Regions from separate parts of the Mus musculus genome. Here all the other regions are linked to region 4. The links are chromatin contacts, called in public Hi-C and promoter capture Hi-C maps. All regions are on one chromosome and are shown on one strand. The core of a region is the stretch at or near the end of the contact, and the rest is flanking DNA. Distances in the headings are between cores, read along the strand shown. Region 1 holds the start of Cdkn2aip (CDKN2A interacting protein). Region 2 holds the start of Ing2 (inhibitor of growth family, member 2). Region 3 holds the start of Nek1 (NIMA (never in mitosis gene a)-related expressed kinase 1). Region 4 holds the start of Spcs3 (signal peptidase complex subunit 3 homolog (S. cerevisiae)). Region 5 holds the start of Trappc11 (trafficking protein particle complex 11).

Region 1 (2,700 bases), core at 144-2,643, 6.8 Mb after region 4:
TCAACTCACAGAGATCCCCCTGCCTCTGCTCCAGAGTGCTGGAATTAAAGGGGTGCTTTGTCTCTCCTTGCCAGTGTGGCCTCTTTGAAAGCCTTTTCCTGCTTTCCACTACTAACGTGTCCCTTCTAATTGCCTTATTGGAGCTGAACAGTGTTGGGGCACAGGCCCATGGCTATCAAGTTTAGTAACCAAATGACTGAATTTTTGCGTGATTATTCTGATTTAAGCATTTTCACAACAAAACGCAAAAATCTATTGAGGGAAAATTCAATTACATAATTTATCACTATCTCATATTATTACATTGATCCTTTGATTTATTGACACATACCTAGACTTGGAAATGTTAATAAACACGCCAGAAAAAAAAATCCATGGGTTGGAGAGATGGCTCAGTAGTACGAGATCTTAGAGAAGACCTCCAGCACCCACAGGGCGCTGGGTTCAATTCCCAGCACCCACAGGGCGCTCAAAATCCTGGGTCAACTCAACTCCAGGAGAGCCATTGCTCTCTTGCCTCCAAGGGCACCAGGCCCACACATGTAGCACAGACACACATGCAAGCAAAAAATCGAACTCATAAAACAAAACAAAACAAATGCAGAAGCAGTTGCTCTTGAGGACTGAGGCCAGGACGAGATAAGCAGATACATTTCCATTTTGGTCCAACCGGGATTAACAGTTAAAACCAGTTGGCACGGGGTCATTTATAGTTCGGGGACCAAAAGCGTTAAGGGAGAGGAAGCGGGTTGAACCAGGAACTTAAGAAACCGCGGAAACCCAGCCAGATCGTGGGGCGCAAGCGCAAAGGCCTGGTTTCAAAGAGCCGGTTAGATCCAACTGGAGGAGCCGCTTGTGCTCGTCGTTAAGTTACAACCGTGCTCGGTACTTTTATTGTCCCCATCCCACAAGGCATCCGCAGGTCCCCAAACGCCCGGAGACCTTCCGAGCCTCGGGCCCAAGGGTTCAGCGGCTTTCGCGGCAGGGCGCAGGCGCGGAAGCCAGCTTTTGTTTATTTTGGCCGCGTGCGACCGCGAGCGTCCGAGGGCGGAACGCGCAGGAGGGGCGGGGCGGCAACTCGGACGCCTCCAGGTCTCCGCGCTCCGCCCGCTTTGTCCCACCGCCCCCCTCTCCCGGCCCCCCGGAGCGCGGCGTCACAAAGCGCCGGCGGAACGCCCCAGCGGCCGCCCCTAGGCGCCGAGGGCGGGGAGGGCCGCTGGCCGCTGAAGTCGCCTCGGCCCCGCCTCCGCCGGCGCGACCGCCGAGCGAGTCGCTGGCGACTGGGCGCTGCAAAGCATCCTGGGAGGACGCGCTCGCGCCGGAAGGTCGCGTGTGCGCGCGGCGGCAGCGGCGGCGGCGAGGTTATAAAAGGGAGCGAGGCGGTGGCCGGCGGAAGTGGGCGGTTCGTCGGCGCCTTGTTCTGTTGTTTGGGGTTTGGGCTCCTGGAGGGGCGTTCTCGGGAGGGCCGCCGGTGCAGGCCGCGCTGACACAGGGCCGCTTCGCCCCCGGGGCTCCGTGCGCTTGCGCTCTCCCCGTCCCGCAGGGTCCCCAACATGGCGCAGGAGGTGTCCGAGTACCTGAGCCAAAACCCGCGGGTAGCCGCCTGGGTGGAGACGCTGCGCTGCGAGGGCGAGACGGACAAACACTGGCGCCACCGCCGGGAGTTTCTGCTTCGCAATGCCGGGGACCTGGTCCCCGCCACCGACGAGACTGCGGACGCGGAGAGCGGAGCCCGCACTCGGCAGCTCCAGCAGCTGGTCTCCTTCTCCATGGCCTGGGCGAACCATGTCTTCCTAGGGTGCCGGTGAGTGGAGGGAGCGTCGCTCTCCAGCCAGCCTTCCGGGCTTTGCTCCACGCCCCCTGCCGCTGGCCGGGGAGCGCTTTCGCGGGGACCGGCGACGCTGGGGAGGGCCGCTTGGGAAGCGCGGGAATCGGTGTGACACTGTGGGTCCTCGGAGGGAGAGCAGGAAGGGCGTCCGGGGCTGTCCCCGACCTCACAGTTGCCGGGCGTCCGGGTGGTATGCGCCCGGCAGATGGAGTTGTTGGTGCTTAGCTGACAGTATCTGCCCGGGAGACCCCGAGTTTAAAGGTTCCCTGGCACAGACCCGCCTCCCGAGCCCTTAGGGCATTCGTCTGGGCCATCTTCGATTGTCGCGCGGTTCGTACACTTTGATCACGACCAGGAAATGCAGTCTGCGCACTCCTGCATTCCTCACGCTGCCAGTACTTTCGGAAAAAAAAAAATAAAGCATAACAACAACAAAAACAAACCACTTCTTGAGAGCGACTTTTGCTTCTTTTTCAGGTACCCTCAAAAAGTTATGGATAAAATTCTTAGTATGGCTGAAGGCATCAAAGTGACAGATGCTCCAATCCATACCACACGAGACGAACTGGTTGCCAAGGTGAAGAAAAGAGGGATATCAAGTAGCAATGGTTAGCAGATCATAGATGTGAACATACATAGGAGTTTAGAAAATATGCTTTATAAAATTAGGAATCGCTGTCATTACTAATTTTTTTTAACAATCCAGAATGTGTATGCTGTATTAATCTAGTTAAAATGTTAAAGCTACACTGTGTGTGTATGTGTGTCTGTCTGAGTCTGTCTGTCTGTTTTGGTGCTGAATTTGATTAACTTTTAGATTTTCAAGTCCAATGTCTGATGCTGTTAATTTAATATTAAAAACTAATCATATT
Region 2 (2,700 bases), core at 171-2,670, 6.9 Mb after region 4:
AATTCAATAAATACTGTGCTTGCCTCGGTTGGCTTAATACTCCACTGATCAAAATCTCAGCGTTAAAGTACATTAACACATTAGTTCCCAGGCCTTCCAATATAGCCCTTGTCCTCAGGACGCCGAATTCCGCGTTGTGTTTTGTCGAAATCCAAATTTTCATCTAGACCAGGACCTAGGTTTCCCTTGGCATCCCAACAGCTGCTTAATATACCCCACTGTATGAAAGTGTGCTGAACAGGCCGGGCAACAGGTATAGCGCTGCAAACCGGGCAAGAGCACCCAAACTTAGCACTCTGGCGTTTTCTCTCTTCTCATTCAAAGACGCCGCTCCCATTGGGCATCTCATCTGAATTAAGCGACTACTCTTTCTTATACCTATTTCGGTTGGGGGGGGGGGGGAGAACCAAAACCAAAACAGCTCACATATTTATATACATTCCGGAAGTCTATCCGTAATTACAGTGAGCTCCTCCTACCGGCATTTCACTGATGGTACTGGGGGAGTAAGGCGGATAATCCCTCACACGGAAAGCACCGCACTCGGTGGTTGATCCGATTTCTAATCCCATCTGCACTGATCCCCTGCTGGCTAGTGGTGAAGCCGAGTGAAAAGACAGTGAGGACTGTGTGTCCTCGCTGGCGGGTGATGCCTAGGCGATTCGACATCTGACAACAGTTTCCTTAAGATGGTTTGGGACTGGGGACCGGGGCGGCGTGCAGCCTTGCCACCTCCCTAAACCAAACTCTTAAGCGCGAGGAGGGGGAGCAGACCCTGAGAGCCACCCCGGCGCTGGGGGGTGGAGGGGCCGCACGCAAGGCGGGGAGTCCGCATTTAAAAGGGCAGAGGGCGCACCGCCTACCTCCGCGGTCCGCCCCGGTGCTCCGGGACCGTGGCCGCGGGGCGCTCGGCGGGAAGTCGCCGCGCATGCCCGGAGCCGCGCCCGCTGCACCCTGGGTCGCCTTAGTTCCCCCTCAGGCCTCACTCGGCCAGCGGCGCCCAGGGGCCGCTCGCTGCTGTCTTGGAGGCTCGCGAGGGAGGCGCTGGATCCGCCAGATGGAGGCAAGGTCGGTAACTCGGGGCCGAGCGAGCCGAGCCGGCGCTTCCTATCCCTGTAGGGGAACAGAAACGAAGAGAGCGGTCGCCCGGCCTCTCGGGGGCAACCGTCAGGACTTCGGTCGAAGGGGGCAGGCTCAGCCATGCGGTCCCTTTAAGAGGGGGCGGGGCGCGGCCTGCCGTTTGGCCGGCCTCCGCACCCTCCCCCCGCCCCCAGGCGAGAGCTGACAGACCAATCGCCCGGGTGGCGCAGGGAAGGCGGGAGAATGCGAACTCTTCGGTAGGACGATAGGGGCGGGGCCCCAGCCTTATTAGGAGTGAGTGCTGCGCAGGCGCAGATGCGGTCGCTGGCCAAGGGGCGGGGACTAGTCCTGTGAGACTCCGACAGGCACGGAGGCTGATAGAGAGGCGAGAGGGTAGCGAGGGGCTTGTCACGGGGATCCGGGCGACCGGGCAGCCCCGGTAGTGTCTGGGGAGTCCCCGGGGGGGACAGCCAGCGTCGCTGCCTGGGAGCCCCGGCGCCATCGGCCGCGGGGAACCCCGCTGCTCGCTCTCCTAGAGAGGGAGGGGGCCGGAGGGAGCCCCGGTCTCGCCCCGCCCCTGGGCTTGTTACCGCGGGGGCGGGGAGTAAGGGCTTCTTCTTGGGGGAGTGGAGATCGGGGGACTCGGCGGTGCCCTCTCGAGCGGCGGCCGTGTCCCCGCGGCGCCGGGCTGCCGAGCGGAGGAGCGGCGGTCGTGGCTGTTGCATGTGTGGCTGCTGGATGCGGAGGCGGCGGCGGCGGCGGCGGCGAGGAGCAGCAGCAGCGGCGGCGGCGGCGGTGGTGGTGGTGGCGGCGGCAGGATGTTAGGGCAGCAGCAGCAGCAGCAGCTGTACTCGTCGGCCGCGCTCCTGACCGGAGAGCGGAGCCGGCTGCTCTCCTGCTACGTGCAGGACTACCTGGAGTGTGTGGAGTCGCTGCCCCACGACATGCAGAGGAACGTGTCGGTGCTGCGGGAGCTGGACAACAAATACCAAGGTACTTTCCCTTCTTTCGGGTGACAGTGTGCGCCGAGTGCACCGAGCGATCTGGTGTGTGGGGCCGGGAAGCGGTTGTGTGTGTGTGTGTGTGTGTCTGGGTGGGGGGACGGCACAGCACACTCGCGGCCCTCCCTGTCCCGGCTGCGGCTGACGAGGACTTCCGAGGACCGCCCGTCCGTCAGCCCCCGTTGCAGCTCCGGCGGCTGGCTGCAGCTGCCGCGGACGGGAATCAGCCATTTTTAAGCGAGCATTTGTTCCGGTGCCTGCCGGTTGGGTGCCGCACACTGTCCTGCCCGGGGCTGGAGAGTGTGCAACGAGCAGGGTTGCGGGGCTGGACCGGGGTGCTGGGCCTGCTTAGCCCCTTGCCTGCTGGGGCTCCCTCCGTCTGCGAGCAGATGCATTGGAACGTATGGGGGGGAGGGGGCGAGAGGACGGCGGAGGTGGACTCGGGAGATGCCTCTCCCCCCACCCCCACCCCCCTCCAGCTCCCGGCGTGGCGCGGGACTGGGACGGTCTGTGCTTCCCTCTCGCCCCGGGGAAAGTTCCGGGCCGCCCGGTGTCTCACTCAGCCCTTCTTCGGCTACTGCCAAATGGTTAAAGGGGGAGGGGTTCCCCCGCAGGGCGA
Region 3 (2,700 bases), core at 201-2,700, 6.5 Mb before region 4:
CTAGAAGGGTAAAACCTACTTGGAATACAGTGCCAATGCATTAGTAACACGACCTCAAAAGAACTGTGGTTAAGTCCCACAGCCTTCATCAGATTTCTGACAGACTTTCTTTTTCAGTGTAAAAACCAGTTTCCCCACAAAATCTGTTACTCTGGTTTCACCAGAACAAGAGGCCATTTTAAATGTAGACCTCTAGATCCTAGAAACTAGAAACAAAGAACTGCTTCTTTTTCCATCTGGCTGCTGCCCATCACCTCCACTTACTGCAGCATAAGCAAAGCCCATCACCGTGAAAGCTCAGATGGACTAGGGCTTTTAAGCCTTCACAAACATTTCCGATGTGATTTATGTAGGCAGTAAAAATATTTCTGCTTCTAGGGAGATCTTACAGGGAAGAATAAAACATTGGGCAGGGTATATAACTCAGTGGCAGATCACCTGCCTAGCAAAAATGAGTTCCTGTCATCCAATCCCCAAGACCCCTTCCCAAAGTTACACTGAATTATTAAAGTGGCAAAACTTTTAATACTTTACACGTGGAAATTGTGTCAAACCATGGAAAGCTTTAGGGTAACCAGTTAACTGCTATTTTTCTCATTAAAATATACAGGCATCTAATCTAATCTATTTAAGTGACTTATCATCTACTTAGATTAGTTTATCGTCTCTTAAGAGAGCGTTATCTTTTTAGAATACCAAAGAATTGCCTTGAGCCATACACAAGTCCTCCCCATTAACAACTTAAGGAGAAGGTGCTTTAGGCGCAAACACTTAAGGCGAGTATCCATGCACTCCACAGATCTATACAGGTCTCCTCACTCCCGGTGAGTTCACCATTCTGCTTGTCTGCCTGTCACTGCTTTCCCACGCGCAACTCACCTCAATGACACGGGACCTGAGTCAGAATAACAGTGGCGACCATAAGCACCGGTCTAGTGGCGGCAGTGTCTTCCTATAGGACTTAAGGCAGAAGCACCACGATGCATTTTGGAAATGACATGCTGTAAGAGAAAGCAAGTCTGTCTACCCAGCAGCCGCTCACAGCCCAGGCTGCGACTCCTACACCGGGCACCGGTCTCTGGCTGACGCGTCAGACTTGCCACCGTCGGGTCAGGCACAGTACTCCGCGACCCGCCCTGGCTACGCGGACGAAACAAACACAGCGGTTCCTGACCCCTTGGAAACGGCGGCTGCACAGGGGGAGTTGCTGGGTACCGCCCCCAACTTCACAGGTCGAGGTGGCTTGGCCAGGCGCGGACCCGCAGCGTGTGGGACTGGGAGGCTACCTGTCGCCCAAGTCCTCCCGCCTCGTCACAGTGACTATGGATTCCGGGGTGAGGGCAACTGCACAGGCTCAAGGTAAGGACGCTGCACGTTGCCGCCCTGAAACCATAGAGCTACTGCTGAGGAGAGGGGAACGGCCCTCGCGTCACTGTCGCTGGCGTGTGACGTCAGCGCGCAGGAGCCGACTTGTGGCGCTGCAGGGGAGGAGCCGGGATCTGCGGGGGGCGGGGCCAGGCGAAGCGAACGGACTGTACGTGCGGGGCGGGGCTGGACTAAGAGTGATGGGGCGGGGCTCCGGGGAAGGGCGGGGTTACGGAATAGGAAAGCTAGTGGGACCCGGCTCTCAGCCAGCAGCTGAGCTAGCGGGGAGCGTGAAGGACCAGAGGCCGGCCTAGAGGAGAGAGAGGCTAGGGAGAGGGTGCAGTGAGTGGGGGGCCTGTGGTAGGTAAAAGCTAAAAAGGGCGGTTTGGGAGCGGAGCGTAGCAAGCCGGGGATGGGTAGGGCAGAATCGGGGACGGGGGAATGGGGCGGGGCATCGTCAAGGGGCGGGGCCATTGGAATATGTTTGGGCCAAAAGAGCTAGGAAGTACTGGGACTAGAGAAAGGACTGGGCAAGTGCATTGGTGCAAGCACCGGGGACTGGGGGCGGGGAGGTGGAGACTGGAGCAACTTCAAGAGTTAAAAACTCCAAGCACCAAAGGGAGAGCGTGAGGTACTCCAAGCTCAAAGGAGCATGTGAAAGACGGGTGTCGGTAGAATAAAGTAAAACCGGAAAGAATTAGGCTGAGTGAAGGCGGGAATTTCGCTCAGGAATCTGACTCAGACTGAAGAGAGCATATTAACAACTTTTTCCCACACGGTACACAGATAAGGTACTTTTAATTTGAGCGCTCATTACTTAACTGAGGATGCCAAATATTTACAAGTAATTTTTCTTTAAGTACAATGCCCTTTAAAAAGTTATTTTAAGGGATGGCTCAAACAGCTCATCTCTGAAGACAGAAGACCAGGGTTCTGGGACGCAAACCTTGGTCTGGTTAACTCACCTGTAACAACTTCAGGAGCATCTTCTGCAAGCACCGGGACCTGAACTTATGCACATATCCACAGTTACTTCGTGAACTTAAACGAAGCAGTTTTATCTTTAATTTTTAGAATACAAAGTTACATTACAGTGTCCTACACCTTTATGTTTACTGTATATACACTTTATACTGAAGGGACTGACGATGTACAGTAGACTAAAAATCATTCGATGCAGGAATTGAAACAGTTGAGAACAAGCCTGGTGTCATCCCGAGTAGCTCTACTCAGTGAGCTAGAGGATGGCACTCTAGAAGTCCATACTTGAGGCAGGAAGAGGATAGTGTCTTTGTATACAGCCATAGTTGCTGTCCACATTGTTCCATTCGTGTG
Region 4 (2,700 bases), core at 189-2,688:
AAGTAGATTCTAATACCACAGAGGATGGATATCTGCCCAGCTTTTATGCTGCTTAGAGTTTAATATACATATAAAGGTTGTGTGTGTCTTTTTATCCAGGAACTGAATGATCAAAGGTGGGGTTAAGACCCCAATTGAGATTAAATATCTCCACAGCATCCAACAGGCCATTACTTTCCCAGGTACACTTCAGTCTTTTGTTTCACAGGTACTTCTTTACCTACTGGGAACAGATTATTGGGTGTGTCTTACATATACCTCTAAGTGTTCAGTATATTTCATAGCATGTATCCTGGCACTCATCATCTGTAACAAGAGGCATCCTTTCTCTAAGTTACTCTATAGTAATAATACTAGGTAGTGTGTGGGTTGATTTGTTCTGTCTCACCACATACATGGCTTCCTCATTTTGTCTCTAGCACTATGTAGCATCCCTCAGTATTTATACCTGTTTTATAATTTAAGCTGCTGCTTTGATTTTGATAACTTTACTCAGTTATAAACCTCAGTAGGGTTTATACAAAGTGATCAATATACTTTTGTGTCTCACTTGCAGCACAGTAACTATTTATTAAAACCTTCCTTCACTGAATACAGTGTGGCTACCCGAGAGATTGAATAACCAAGGTTTTAAACACATCTAAAGACCACTCTGACTATAACTGCTACATATTTCATTTATTGGCTCTATTCTATTTGAGCCAGGGTCTATTCTGTTACACTCTCCATTCGAGGCCTAGAATATGCACTAGGCAATTCTTAATGATCCTGCCTGTATGCTGTATGAAAATTAATTGCATGGTAATGACTGAGAGGAGTTTAATCAATATCAGTTTCTCATTAACACCGTTTCATGGTTTACAGCAGCTGTTGTACAACAACCTATTTTGGATAAGTGGAAATATTTGGGATTGTGGTATAAAACACGTAACTTAAGTAGAGGTTCGGTTCTCTGTTGAAAGCAAAGCAACAGGGATTTGACTAATTGTCTAGTGCGAAGGCTGCATACCAACACTGGTGTCCCTGACTGCTATTTAGGTGCCTGATTGATTTCATTTTTCCTCCTTTCCAAAAATGTCCAACTTTACCAGCTTTGATAGAGGTGAGCTGGGACCACGCGTTTTGAAAAGTGACTACCACAGAACAGTTAAGGGGCCGCTGTCCCTATAAACTTAACTGAAGGTCAACTCGCAAAATGCTACTTCCCTACCAAGCCACAGAGGCCATGGAACAACTGAGCAGTGGAGGAGGCGGGTCTCCCCCCACACCCCCGTGGCAAAGCCCAACCCCCGTGCTCTTTGATGATTGGCGGATTCACTGAAAGCACCGCCTTCCGGCGCGTGCACGGCCGCCCAGTGGGTGGGACCCAGAGGGTGTGGGAGCGTGCGCGCTCCCGTCGGAGGACCGGAAAGGGGGCGGGGCGGGACGTGCGCACCCGATGCGCGGGTGGGCGGGGACTGGTCGGCCGCGGGAAGCAGAGCCTGAAGTGCGAGTGTGGGAGCCGGGGCCCGGGAGGGAAAGGTCGCCACGATGAACACCGTCCTGTCGCGCGCGAACTCCCTGTTCGCCTTCTCGCTGAGCGTGATGGCGGCGCTCACCTTCGGCTGCTTCATCACCACCGCCTTCAAAGACAGGAGCGTCCCAGTGCGGCTGCACGTCTCGCGGATCATGCTGTGAGTGCGGCCGGCCGGCCGGCCCCGCCCGGGGCTGTGTGCGCGGTCCCCGAGGGCTTCGCCGCGGGCCGTCCACTCCGCGGACGCGCGTCCCGGGGCCCTCAGACCCCAGCCCTGCGCGGTCGTCTCCCGAGTGGCCTGGGTCAGCGCTCCCCTTCCTTCCTGTTCTGCACGTCCCTCACCCACCCGGGCCAATGAGGGAGCAACACAACAGCACACCCACACCCGCGCTTCCGCCCGGCGCCTCCCCGCCTGCAAGCGCGCGTGGGGACCTCAGCCAGTCCCCAGTCCCCCCTGGCCTGGGTGTCCATCCAGGCGCCTCGGTGGGTGGCTCTGGTGTCACGTCCAGCCCCAGTTGGTTCTCTTTGACAGTCCCTGAAGACGTCTGTCTGTCCCTCGTGGACACACTACTTGGCAGCTGCTGCCTTGAAGTTAGGATGTGCAGGATGCACAGGGGCGGTTTAAACATCCCAGTTTCTTGTTATTTTTAACGTCATTCTTTAGCCAGCAACCTGAATAAGTCTTAGGAGACATTAAAAATAGAATTTCGAAATGACTGTTCTTTTCCCGTACTGCCTGTTTTATTTATAGCATTTCCCTCCATTTTTCTGGCACTTTTATCTTTCACGCAGTGGTTTTAATTCCTGTATGCTCTGTGTGAACTGTCCTCTACAATCTGCCCGTTCTTTTAGCCTTGGTTTACTAATTTGTTTGTCAGAATCACCAGTAAGTGTCTCCTCTTACTACTGCTGCTGCTTTTGATTTTTCATTTTTATCCCCAACACTTTTTGTTAGGTACTATTGGTGATTTAAATAGACGTAGCTTAGATACCGGCCCTGCCATCACCTTCTGTGGTGACCTAGATAAACTTGAAACATATTAAACATTGTGATCTTAAACAGGTTTCTTGCAGTCGCAGGTGTTAACATTTGTTGTAAGTGAAGAAAGTCACTGGAAGGATTGTTGTATGGATTTCAGATAATTGTGGAAAGTGCATGTTGGCTCTGACATATGGCATGTGCTTAT
Region 5 (2,700 bases), core at 141-2,640, 7.0 Mb after region 4:
AAACAAACAACAAATTACTATGTATCTACTACTACACAAGGAGTCTACTGCTACATAAGATTTGTCTTCTTTGTTTGAGAAGGCATTTTTGGAACACCAGGCTAGTCTCAAACTCTGACATCAGCCTGCCTCTGCCACCCTAACACTGGGATTAAAGGCGTACACCACTACCGCCAGGTGGGATTTATCTTCTAATCCTTACTCTACCACGTTCACCAAGCTAGGGTGCTCTTTTTCCTTTTTCATCTGGACACATTACAGAGTTGGAAAGTTCAATGACAGGTGATTTATAGGACCTATTCCTTCCGACTTTGATATTTTGCAAAGCAAACAAACCACCACCACCAATAACAACAACAACAAAAACCAAAACACAAACTACAAAATTCTGATTGACATGAGGATGCTCAAAAATATTGTATATCCCTCAACAACAGACTGAGGAGTGACTTCACTGAGCATTATGGACAGAAACCGAAACACCAGGGTCATTCATTTTTCTGTAGAGATTTTACTTACTCGATCGACCCTTTCCACGAGACCACAAGTTTTCAAATTTAAAGGCGTTCAGATTTGAAGACAGAATAACTCGACACACAAGCGCTAAGCCACACAAGGGATTTAAGGACGGCCAAGTGCTCTAGGGTCGTGGACCAAGGACACTCATCTTACCAAGGAAATCTAGGAAGACCTAAATACAAAAATGACAAATGAGGGAAGCGGGAGGCTGAGTCTCACGTAACCCATTCGTGCTTGCTGGCCATAAGGTTGCCCAGTGCTATCTGGCAGGGGAACCACCAACGTGGGACATCCGGACAGGCGAAGAAGGTTCTCAGAGCAAAGGACACGTGCGAAGTCTGGGTGCTCCACGTCGTGACCTGCGCCGGGACAGGGGTGTCTAGTCCTGGGTTCTCACCTCTTGGTCCTCGTTGGCACCCATCGTGCCGGGCGCACGGCGTTCGCTACCGCGATGAACGGGCGGGCAGCGGGCGGGAGGCCGGGGCACCCCGTTTCCGCGCCTCGGTCTAGAGAAATCCTCCTCGCAGCCGTGGGTACGACCTCGTGCGCTCCAGATCCTCGGCAGCACCAAGCCACCGGCAGTCGATTGTGGGCCGGGAACCCAGGATCGCGTTATGTGTGATCGGGAACCGGGATCACGTTAAGGGACACCTAGACCTCTGACCAGTTACTGATGGGCGGTACCGAGGAAGCCCCGCCCCTTCTCACGATCGCGTCTCCTATTGGCTCCTTCTCTTTCCGCCCCCAACTCTTTCTCCTCTAGGAAATGGAACACCTTCCTAACAAGGAAACCCGTTCTATTCCAGGACTGGTGTGGAGTGCTGTCACTCAAGCCCAGGAAGTGCTTCCTGTGCCAGCGGAGGCGGGGAAAAGGAAGTGTCGCCTTCTGTCGCCCGGTCTGCGGCTGGGGCTGTTGCTTGTCGGTGGCCGCATTCCTAGACGCCCCTGCCTGGCTCTCTTGCCTCTTTCGGGGCTGACGGCGACTCGCCGCAGCTGCAGCGGGTCCAGGGCGTGCGGCCAGGGTGAGTTGGGCCCAGAGACCTTCCAGGCCAGGCTATCCCGGCTGGCTTGGTGGCCTGCGTTTCCCCTTGGCGTCCACCGATGCAATCTTGGCGTTTCTCCTTCCCCTGCAAAGAATTATTGCCAGAGAGGTGGGAGTGGTGGAGGAAAATAATGTCAGTTTCTAGGACTTTGAGGTTATTCTCCTTGCCCAGTGGCAGCTACTAGAGCCTAATGCTGAGATCCTAGGGACAGCCCTTTGGTTCTTCATTTGAGCGTTTTGCAATCGGATGTCTCTGAATCCTTGCTTGTTAGCCGGTGACTTGCATCCCAAACCACCTGTTTATTGATAGCCGTCTTCTTTAGTAGATACTCTGATTGGGTTAGCTTGTTTCTCTTCTATGATAGATTGCACTGACGAGGTGATCTGGTGCTGAGGACTTAACTTTGTACTTCTCCATGTTCCCTCTCTGTCAATGGTTTGCTTGGTTTCTCCATTATTTTCCGGGAAATCAGGAAGCGATTTCTTTCCTGTGTGTCACTGAAATCTATTCAGTCAACACTTGTCCTGTTCCGTTCCTTTTTAAATTTTCCTACAGCATAGTCAGGACCATTGCAAGTGTCCAAGCTTGTAAGGTAGAATAAAGCCGGGATTGCTGGTGTAGTTTTCATGACGTTGTTGGAAAAGATTTACACTGTCAGCTGTGAGAGCCAGTAACTAAGGGAAGGCTAGAGAGCACTTGAAATCTGCTAGTTTAACGGAGGGTGTGCAGTTCCTATAAAATACGCACAGGCTTGAAGACAATGCACAAATAGGTTTTTACAAGTTCATCGATAACTTATAATGATGTTTGGAAAATATTGTTGGCTAAAATAGAATATATCTAAAATCCCACATCTTTCTTTTTCTTTTGGGGGGGAGTTGGGAGGCTGTCTTTGATATCTCCATAGCCCTGGCTGGCCTGAAACTGCCCCCTGCCTCTGCCTCTCCAATGATGGGTTTTCAGGAGTGCTTTCTGAGCCAACTTCTCTTTTCCCTTCTAACATAACTGCTGGAAATTTTGACTTTTTTTTTCTTTGATTCATGCTGTATACCTCTCAGGTGGTGCTAATTTTAAAACTTTGCAAGTTTATTCTACTTCCCCTTATAGCCGGTCAATATTCAAGGGCCACAGCTATTTC

The links. Promoter capture Hi-C pulls out the DNA fragments that hold promoters and counts their contacts. Hi-C and Micro-C count contacts between places; a contact is called where the count stands out from the background.
Region 1: a contact with region 4 is called in a Hi-C map of neutrophils, with 19 times the contacts expected there. The contact joins the promoter of Cdkn2aip here to the promoter of Spcs3 in region 4.
Region 2: a Hi-C map of regulatory T cells shows a contact between it and region 4, with 11 times the contacts expected there. The contact joins the promoter of Ing2 here to the promoter of Spcs3 in region 4. A contact is called at or near these places in 1 of 39 promoter capture datasets (pre-B cells) and 2 of 484 Hi-C or Micro-C datasets (CD4 T cells and regulatory T cells).
Region 3: a contact with region 4 is called in a Hi-C map of CD4 T cells, with 7 times the contacts expected there. The contact joins the promoter of Nek1 here to the promoter of Spcs3 in region 4. A contact is called at or near these places in 1 of 39 promoter capture datasets (pre-B cells) and 1 of 484 Hi-C or Micro-C datasets (CD4 T cells).
Region 5: a promoter capture Hi-C map of pre-B cells shows a contact between it and region 4, with 2.6 times the contacts expected there. The contact joins the promoter of Trappc11 here to the promoter of Spcs3 in region 4. A contact is called at or near these places in 1 of 39 promoter capture datasets (pre-B cells) and 1 of 484 Hi-C or Micro-C datasets (CD4 T cells).

The regions. Positions count from the first base shown.
Region 1 is chr8:47,712,624-47,715,323 of GRCm38.p6, reverse strand. It overlaps Cdkn2aip (CDKN2A interacting protein), which reads left to right and starts at 1,393. Exons shown (of 3, transcript NM_172407.3): 1 at 1,393-1,804; 2 at 2,306-2,436. The coding sequence starts at 1,554.
Region 2 is chr8:47,673,879-47,676,578 of GRCm38.p6, reverse strand. It overlaps Ing2 (inhibitor of growth family, member 2), which reads left to right and starts at 1,420. Exons shown (of 2, transcript NM_023503.3): 1 at 1,420-2,073. The coding sequence starts at 1,899. AA386476 (expressed sequence AA386476) reads right to left here and starts at 1,188. Exons shown (of 1, transcript NR_166692.1): 1 at 1-1,188.
Region 3 is chr8:60,991,943-60,994,642 of GRCm38.p6, reverse strand. It overlaps Nek1 (NIMA (never in mitosis gene a)-related expressed kinase 1), which reads right to left and starts at 1,450. Exons shown (of 33, transcript NM_175089.4): 1 at 880-1,450.
Region 4 is chr8:54,528,736-54,531,435 of GRCm38.p6, reverse strand. Spcs3 (signal peptidase complex subunit 3 homolog (S. cerevisiae)) reads left to right here and starts at 1,438. Exons shown (of 5, transcript NM_029701.1): 1 at 1,438-1,673. The coding sequence starts at 1,531.
Region 5 is chr8:47,532,160-47,534,859 of GRCm38.p6, reverse strand. Trappc11 (trafficking protein particle complex 11) reads left to right here and starts at 1,390. Exons shown (of 30, transcript NM_177240.3): 1 at 1,390-1,541. Rwdd4a (RWD domain containing 4A) reads right to left here and starts at 1,215. Exons shown (of 8, transcript NM_203507.3): 1 at 917-1,215. The coding sequence starts at 940.